Linked DNA regions of Sus scrofa: region 1 is linked to region 2. Evidence: chromatin contacts called from public HiChIP or PLAC-seq data. All regions are on one chromosome and are shown on one strand. The core of a region is the stretch at or near the end of the contact, and the rest is flanking DNA. Distances in the headings are between cores, read along the strand shown. Region 1 holds the start of ENOX2 (ecto-NOX disulfide-thiol exchanger 2). Region 2 holds the start of RBMX2 (RNA binding motif protein, X-linked 2).

Evidence for each region. HiChIP or PLAC-seq counts read pairs in DNA pulled down with a chosen protein or histone mark.
Region 1: a contact with region 2 is called in an H3K27ac HiChIP or PLAC-seq map of skeletal muscle, with 3 times the contacts expected there. The contact joins the promoter of ENOX2 here to the promoter of RBMX2 in region 2. A contact is called at or near these places in 2 of 47 Hi-C or Micro-C datasets (both in liver) and 2 of 2 datasets of contacts at active chromatin or transcription factors (alveolar macrophages and skeletal muscle).

The regions. Positions count from the first base shown.
Region 1 is chrX:107,366,201-107,370,722 of Sscrofa11.1, reverse strand. ENOX2 (ecto-NOX disulfide-thiol exchanger 2) reads left to right here and starts at 2,279. Exons shown (of 15, transcript XM_021080170.1): 1 at 2,279-2,355; 2 at 3,467-3,526. It overlaps ARHGAP36 (rho GTPase-activating protein 36), which reads right to left and starts at 2,171. Exons shown (of 13, transcript XM_021080173.1): 1 at 1,899-2,171; 2 at 1,114-1,230. The coding sequence starts at 1,144.
Region 2 is chrX:106,878,628-106,882,869 of Sscrofa11.1, reverse strand. RBMX2 (RNA binding motif protein, X-linked 2) reads right to left here and starts at 1,958. Exons shown (of 6, transcript NM_001243671.1): 1 at 1,919-1,958; 2 at 1,609-1,724. The coding sequence starts at 1,923.

The DNA.
Region 1 (4,522 bases), core at 1,030-3,529, 490 kb before region 2:
CAGCCCCCGACTCCTCTGCCCCTGATGTCTAGAATTGTGCCTGGAATGTTGTAGGTACTCAATACATATTTGTTGAATGGATAGATGGATAGTTTATTGTTACTCGTCTGTCCTCTTATTCGACGTTTCTGTGCAATATTTTAGCGAGTCTACTTTATTTTCTGTTGCTTCATCTATCAGTCTATCCCTTCTCAGTGTCCTTTGAAGCTACCTCTTCCTCTGCCTTCTACTTGACTATGGTTACTTCTAGGGTCCCATACTCCATCTTTGTCCTTTTAAATGTACTGTTCTAAATGCTCTCTATATGAAACTTAATTCATATTTTATTCAACTACCATTTATGATAGTTTGGTTCCAACCCCAGACCTCTCTCCCGTGCTTCAGACCTCCATTTCCCGACAGCATATCTAGTATCTCCACCCAGATGTTCCACAGACTCCTCAATGTCCCAAACTGAATTCCTCCTATCCCTCACAAAATGTGCTCCTCTTTCTGGGTTCCCTGTCTCAATGAATCGTACTACCATTCACCCTGCCACATCAGAACTTGGGGGTCTCAATGGGCGTACTCCTTTCCCTCCCTTTTCATATTCAAATTATCATCAAATCCAAGTGATCACATCATTTCCTCGCTTAAAATCCTTTAATGGTTCTTTACTGTTTTCAGGTTATATTTTGAACTCATTGGAATGGCCCCTATTCCTGCCTGATCCAGTTCTTGCAGTATGGAACTTTCTTGTTTGTTCCTCGCACTCTCTCGCATCCTTATTCTGCCGTATGGAATATAATTAACCTCCCTGCCCCAAATCTGACAAATATCTCACTGGTTCCTCAAAGCTCATCATTCAAGTATTACTTTCCCCAGAAGTGGGATGAGTTCTTCCTCTTCTATGGTCCTACAGAACCTTACAGAGAATTTTTTAGAGCACTTTGCATGTTGTATAGCCTCTCTCCCTTCTTAGATTGTGAGCTACTTGAGAGGAAGGATTACTTTCCAATTCTGTAGCAATTGTGCCTAACCCAGTGCCTTGCACAAAGCAGATTGCTGAATAAATTATTGAATCCATCTTATTCCTGTAATGTCACTTTTTAAAATTTTAGGCAATTACCTTACCAAAATGCAATTCCTCTTTCTTTCCCTTCATTCCATTTGTGAGTCAAAAAGTTGTCCTTATCAGTAAAACTGTAGTAACCCAACTGTAACGATCCATTCAGCTATAAGGATTCATCTCTAACAAAGAAAAGAAAAGTCAAAAGTTAGGAGTAAAATTTGCCCTAATAAACAACTATTTTCTTCAAATTTTTAATCACTTGAAAGTGTTCAGGTGTCCTCACATATTGCTCTATCCACCTCTTTAAACATATCTTTTTAATTAAAAAGATAGTTTATTAAAGAAATATAGTTATTTCTTATTATTCAAGTTGTCTATCTTTTCTAAACTGTTGTATTACACCAATGATTGTGCTCACTGTTCTTCACAGTAACAAAGTGGGTTCATTATGGGTTAAAGAGGTTTCTTCTGGGCTGACTTCAATCGCATTTCTATGCCTGTTGTGGGACCATTTCGAAGTTAAAAAGATGGTTCCTAGTTATAAAGTATACATTTTCCAGAAACTTTAAAGTGGTTCTAATGCAGATGGTTCACACAGAATATACCTCGACAATTTTAAAGTACCAGTTAAAATTCTAAGCTTATCAGGGCATAAATAACATTTTTTAAAAAGCTACTGAATCAAAACCCAACGAGAATTTCAAATCACGATATAAAGTGTTCCCCTCCAGCTTAACCAACAGTACAATCAATCTAGAACTTCCATCTGATCCCACAAGCACAACCCATACCCCAGGTAGGGAGAGTCTGTAAAACTGCATAATCCAAACTACAACATCCAGAATACCCTCCTCAAGCCGAAACTCTGGGGACAATAAGAACGGGGAAAAGGCGGCTGGCGGGGCGTGGTGGAGAAGCTTCGGGGGCCGGAAGGAGGGGAGAAGAGAAGGAATTGTGGGTATATAAAAAGAAATGTCTCGACTCCATCTCCCATAATCCTCCGTCTTGACTTGCGTCTCTCCGCCAATGTCAATATTGGATTCCGCCCTCCGTCCCCGCCCCGCAGGAAGAACAGCTTCTAGCGACCGCAAACTACATTTCCCATGAGGACAAGGGCTCGGGCCTCCGGCTTCCCTGGAAACAAGTAGCCAATAGGAGACGCCGCAGCGGTTGCGGCGTCGGTGAGAGTCGAGCCTGGGCCTGGGCGCCGGGCCCAAGCCGGCAGCGCCAGGTGGGAGTTCAGAAGACGGGCGCCCGGCGTGGGGCGCCGCGAGGGCACCGCCCGCCCGGAAGCTGCTGCACCGGTCCGATTTTCCGCGGTTCTATAAGGAGTAGCGCTTCAGTAGCCGGGGACCTGGAGGTCAGAGAGGCAGAAAGCCTGAGCGGCTGAGGCTGGGGACTGTGGGACTGTGGGACTGTGGGGGCCTAGGGAGGAGGGAGCTTCCGGGGCCGCAGGCCTCAGCTCTGACTCCGCCCAGCTCCGCCTCCACGGGGGAGGGGGTGTCGGGCCGGTAGTTCCTTTGGGGGCCTGGGAATGCCTTGCCAGTCCCGGGCATGACTTTATGTCAAGTTTTCACTTTCTGCCTCTTTGATAATGAGGTCAAGATCGTTGCCATCTCTTTATCGGCCCCTGCAGCCACTTCCCCTTCCCTGACCAAGTCTTTGGAGCGGAAAGGGTTTCCCCTCAATTTCCAGAAGGGATGGGGAGCAGAGGAGGGAAGACATCTCACTTTTGAGAAATATGTGTTTAAGGTTCAGTGCAGTGTTCTGGTGAGAATAAAAAGCAAGTTAGACCTTTTTTAAAAACCAAGCGCTTTAGGGCTTTCCAGCAAGCATTCATGTTGACAAACATTTAGGGGGCACACCAACTACAGAATAAAGTAGACTGTGCAAAACGAGACTGTATTTTGTTATTACAAACGCGTGTAAAAAGTGCCGAGGGGTTAGTGGAAGGGGATACTGATGGGGTTGGTGGTTGATCAATGGAAGGTCAAGCCTAATCCTGGAAGTGCTGAAGGCTTGAAACTCTCATCTAGTTTCCAGACCTATCCTGATAGGCTTTGGGAAGAAGTTGTATTTTAATTTGGGCTCCAAAGGAGTAAAGAGGATTTAAAATGGGCAAAGGCGGCAGGCAGGCGGGAGTGGGGGGGGGGGCGGGGGAGGAGAAACTGCTTCCTAATATCGGGGTTGAAATTGGAGAAGGGTCTATAGAAGAGGAAGCACTTGTATAATAGGTGGGCTTCCCTGACTAGAGTAAAACGTGTCAGCAGGGATAGATTGGGAAAGAAATCGTGTTGACAAGCTTGGGGTCATAGTAATAGGACACTTTAAGGCATCCACATAGTTTGGATAGTATTCTGTATCAAATTAAAAGCAAAAAATTAAGATTAGGTGATTTTTGTTTTTTCATCCTAGGGGAACCTGATTTGAGATCAATTCTTGGAGAACACAAAGGAGTATGGTGGTATGTTCCAGGTGTGAGTTTAATTTAAACCCAAGAAGGGCTTTGTTTTATAGACTGTTTTGTTTGTGGCTATTCTTAGCTACACTCTAGAGTGGTCATTTTTAAAGCCTAGTGATATAGATTTATTTTCTTAAAAAATGCATTTGCTGCCTAGTGCATCATATTACCTGAATTGTAGTCATTTCATTGGGCAACCATAATGTTGCTATTTCTTGAGCCCACAGAGTGTTCTAGGTGCTGTCTAACAAGCACTTTGTTGCATTATCTTAAGAGTCTTATGAAGTAGGTTCTATTTTTCCCATTTTTCTAGAAGAGGAAACTAAAATGTCAGCAAGTTTAACAACCTACCTAAAGTCACATAGATTGTAAGGAGTTGAGTTGGGATTTGAGTGTATGAATTTCTGACTCCAGAGCCTACGTTCTTTCCATCAGGGTTTTCTGGTGCTGCTCTTCACTTTGGTTCTTGACATTCCAGTTGTGGTAAGGACAGATTATTGTGAGGTGTGCTCGATCACCTTAGCAAAAACCCAAATGATTCACTTTTTAGTTTCTATGTCAGTATGTGTCTGTTGTAAAGTAGCTGCCAAAACCAAATTAGCTTAACTGTTATTGCAGCCGTAGCCGATAGTGTCTGCCAAAACTATCGTCAGTGTTCCTGACTCTGAATCAGGTGATTCTCCATACAAAACATGCCATACCTCTAAGCTATTTGCCCCTGGACAGTACTTTGGATTTGATTTTTTTTTTTTTTGGCCTTTATTTTAAGTGACCTTCTGGGGCACTTGGTCTCCTCCATGACCTTTGCCCTGCATAGAGTGTTTGGGGATGCAGCAGAGTTCCGAGGTGTGAGCTCTCCCTCGGTTTAGTTGGGGAGAGAGATGCAAAGCGCTATGGGAGGATGAAGGAAGGGGTGGCTAACTGTAAGGGAGAGTCAGGAAGAAGGCTTCTGGGAGGAGGTGACAGGACACATAAGTCTCGAAGGATAATGAGTTTGCCAGGCAGAGAGC
Region 2 (4,242 bases), core at 709-3,208:
AATGGAAAAATGGGCAAAAGACCTGAATAGACATTTCTCCAAAGATATCCAGATGGCCAACAAACACATGAAAAAATGCTCAACATCGCTGATTATAAGAGAAATGCAAATCAAAACTACCATGAGATATCACCTCACACCAGTCAGAATGGCCATCATTAATAAATCCACAAAGAACAAGTGCTGGAGGGGCTGTGGAGAAAAGGGAACCCTCCTGCACTGTTGGTGGGAATGTAAACTGGTACAGCCACTATGGAGAACAGTTTGGAGATACCTTAGAAATCTATACACAGACCTTCCATATGACCCCGCAATCCCACTCTTGGGCATCTATCCGGACAAAACTCTACTTAAAAGAGACACGTGCACCCACATGTTCATTGCAGCACTATTCACAATAGCCAGGACATGGAAACAACCCAAATGTCCATCGACAGATGATTGGATTTGGAAGATGTGGAATACTATGGAATACAATGGAATACTACTCAGCCATAAAAAAGAACGACATAACGCCATTTGCAGCAACATGGATGGAACTAGAGAATCTCATACTGAGTGAAATGAGCCAGAAAGACAAAGACAAATACCATATGATATCACTCATAACTGGAATCTAATATCCAGCACAAATGAACATCTCCTCAGAAAAGAAAACCATGGACTTGGAGAAGAGACTTGTGACTGCCTGATGGGAGGGGGAGGGAGTGGGAGGGATCGGGAGCTTGGGCTGATCAGACACAACTTAGAATAGATTTACAAGGAGATCCTGCTGAATAGCATTGAGAACTTTGTCTAGATACTCATGTTGCAAAAGAAGAAAGGGTGGGGGAAAAATGTAATTGTAATGTATACATGTAAGGATAACCTGATCCCCTTGCTGTACAGTGGGAAAAAAAAAATATTAACCCCACCTCACAATTGTTAAGGATTTCATAGGAAATAAATTCCCCTACGAATGTTTCCTTCTTCATCTGTAAAATGGGGATATTGGCACTTACCTCACAGAATTGTAATAAGAATGAAAATAAAACAATGGCTATAAAGTGCCTAGCACAATGTCTGTTGTAATAATCTCTTCGAATAAACTGTCAAATTACAGAATGTGACACAGTGAATATGGAAATGATGATGTGGCCATGGACGGGGAAATAAATTCTGCGTGAAGGGTAATGAAGGGAGAGGGAGTTGGCAGTAATACCGGATAGTGGCTGATACCAGGAGTTCTCAAACCCCACAGTTCTTGCTGTTCCACTTGCTAGCTATGCGACCTGAAGGAAGTCCATTAACTTTTCTGCATCTCAGTTTCCTTAGGTGTATAACTAGAGGACAAGAGGATGATAATAACAGTCTCTGAGAAACCAAACGGCACGATTCTTAGCACACTGAATGGCAGGCAGTACCTATCATGAACGCTGATTTGGCAGCGAGAGCAAACTAGAAATGAGCTAGAAAAGCGACCTGGAAAACGGATTTATAGGCCGACAGTGGAAGTAAATAAAAGTGGGTGATGAATGTCGGGAGGAATGATGGGCGGGAATGCTGAAATGTTAGGAGGCAGGCCAGGAGAGAATGAGAAGCCCTGCGGGAGAAAGATGTGGGCCTCACCTAGGAAGATCCAGGCGCTGTCCTTGTACTCGGAGTGCCAAGACACCTTCTCCGCCACCCCCAGCTGGACCTCACGCTCATTCAGCTCGTTGATCAGCTTCACTTTAGTTAAAGGGCTGCACAAGGGGCGGAAAAGCGGACAAGTAAGCGCGGCCTAGCCTGAGGTAAAGGAGAGCAAAACTGGGAGACTAATTTTCTAGTATCTGCGCCTCCCCCGCTCCTCAGCCTCACAAGTGCTCTACCACTCCAGCTTCAGTGAACTACCCCCGGCCGCCTGTCCCCTTTTCCCAAAAGGAACCTGAGGCCTTACTTCATCTCCGCGGGTTCGCCCTCAGCACCTAGGAAGCGACTTCCGGGAGAGGCTGCAAGACGCATGCGCGACCCGGCGCTGCGCGCCCATTGGTCTCAGCTGCGCGCTTACGCCGCGCCGGAAGAGCCGGGCCGCGCTGGGGCGTGGCGCCTGCGCACTACGTCAGTAAGCGGCTTCTCTTGTTCCGCCGATGTCGCTCTTTTTCTGTAGACCCTCGCTTCCACCGTGCTTGGAGTTGGACGAGGGTGCGAGCCTGGTTTGTTACAGGACTCCGAACTCCTAAACGATGCCTGGCATTTATTGGGTTAACTATAAATGTTTTTTGAAGGAAGACTTTGAGAGGTGCCTGATAACGGCGACTTGAGTCCCATCCTTCTCTTCCAGTGCAAATCCTCATTCTGTCCTTAACTCCCAGCCAATTACTCACACGCACACCGCCATGAAAGCATCCCTGTTCAGGAGTTACAGCAGAAATGTGAAAAAGCTGTGTGAGAGGGTAAATCTTTTTGTCTCAAATCGCACCGCATAGGCAACTGACCACTGTGCCTCCATAGGCTGAATTGAATACCCAGATTTGTGTGAATGCTGCTAACCGTTTTCCATAGTCTGTCTGCTACTCAAGCAGGAGGTAGGAATTGGTATTGTTAAATTAATAACTAACAGTTGAGCAGGTAATGATAGATTGTGTGCTAAGCAATTTACATGTATTGGCCCTCCTGTGAAGGCTTAGATACAATTATCCTCCCCGTTTCGTAGCAGAAACTGAGTTTAAAGGAGTTAAATAACTTGGATGGTACTCTGTCTCTATCCATCAGATCCACTTGATTTATCGGTCCTTACTGAGCATCTGTATTTGTCCTATACAGTAAGTCTGCAGATGGGAATGTAAGGTTGGGTTCTCTGCCTTCAAAGAGCTAATAATATCATTGAGGAGACAGGGCTTGATAGATTTGACTCCAGAAATAATCAGGAACCTGTAGAAGAGATGATGGCATGTAATGTGTGAATTAAGCCATTCTGAAGATTCAAATCCATCTTGCATGTGTCCACATCAATTCTGGCCTTAGACCATGCAAATTATGTCAAAGTCAAATTATGGGGCTGTATAGTTCTCTGTGTAGGCCTAGCTCACAGCCCCAGAAATTAAAAGCACTTTGATGATGGTGACAGTGACAACTGTACCCTCAATGGTTCACCATGTACCCAATGTCTTCCCAAGAAGCAGAACAGGCTGCCCACCAATGACAGTTTTTGTGTCTGTCCCCCTCCCCCACTTCCAACCCAGCTATTCATTAACTTTGTAGAATTACCTTGGCAATGAAAACTAAACAGTGACAGATTGCATACAGGTTTTATCTGCTCCTAGAAACCTTAGGTTGCTTAGTTGTAGGGTTGAAGTAGTCACTGCAAAGTGGTAAACTAGCATGCAGCATTATCTGGATGGATTCTTCAGGCTATTGTGAAATGAGAGAATTGGAGCAATACCTAGGCCTCGGTCATCAGAGTTCCTAGCAATTCTTACCCATTGGAAGTTTATCCATGGAGATGTCCCAGGCAAACTGGGACAGATTTCAGCTCTCCCAGCTTCTATTCCTTTCTCCACCAATAACATTCATTTACCACTCATTGTATGCAGAGCTCATTTCCAGGTTCTATGGGTAATGCTAAGGAAATTGAAGGCAGTCCCCACGTTTATGGAAAGGCTGAATATGTCTAGCCGAATTCATCTCTCCACTCCCCACCACTACATCCCAAAACAGCTTTCCCTCCTGACTTCCCTATTTCAGGCAACGTTATCACCATTTTCCTGGTTACCTGGCTTCAAAAACAGGGATGTCATGCTTCAGTCTTCCAAGTTCCTCACCCAAAGATATCTATCCAGTCACCAATTCCTGATAATTGTGCTGCTGTGGTATCTATAAAATACATCTCGTCTACCTGAAGTGCTATACTGAGTCACTGTCACATGCCTCCTAGCTCTTTCAGTGCCCTTCTAACTGCCCCAGCCCCTATTCTCCAGTCTTTTCTCCCGCTGCCCCCACCATGAAGCCTCAACTTCAGCCAGGCTCTACTGCTGTCCATCCCCTCAAGGCCCCCCTTCACTATCCAATCTAGACACCTCTTCTGAGAGAGCCCCATAACCCTGAACCACTCATCTCTCTCTGACTGAAACCTGCCCAAACTCCAAACTCCCATCAAGGCATCTCTCATTCAAGAAACCTTTCCTGGGAGTTCCCGTCGTGGCGCAGTGGTTAACGAATCCGACTAGGAACCATGAGGTGGCGGGTTCGGCCCCTGCCCTTGCTCAGCGGGTTAACGATCCG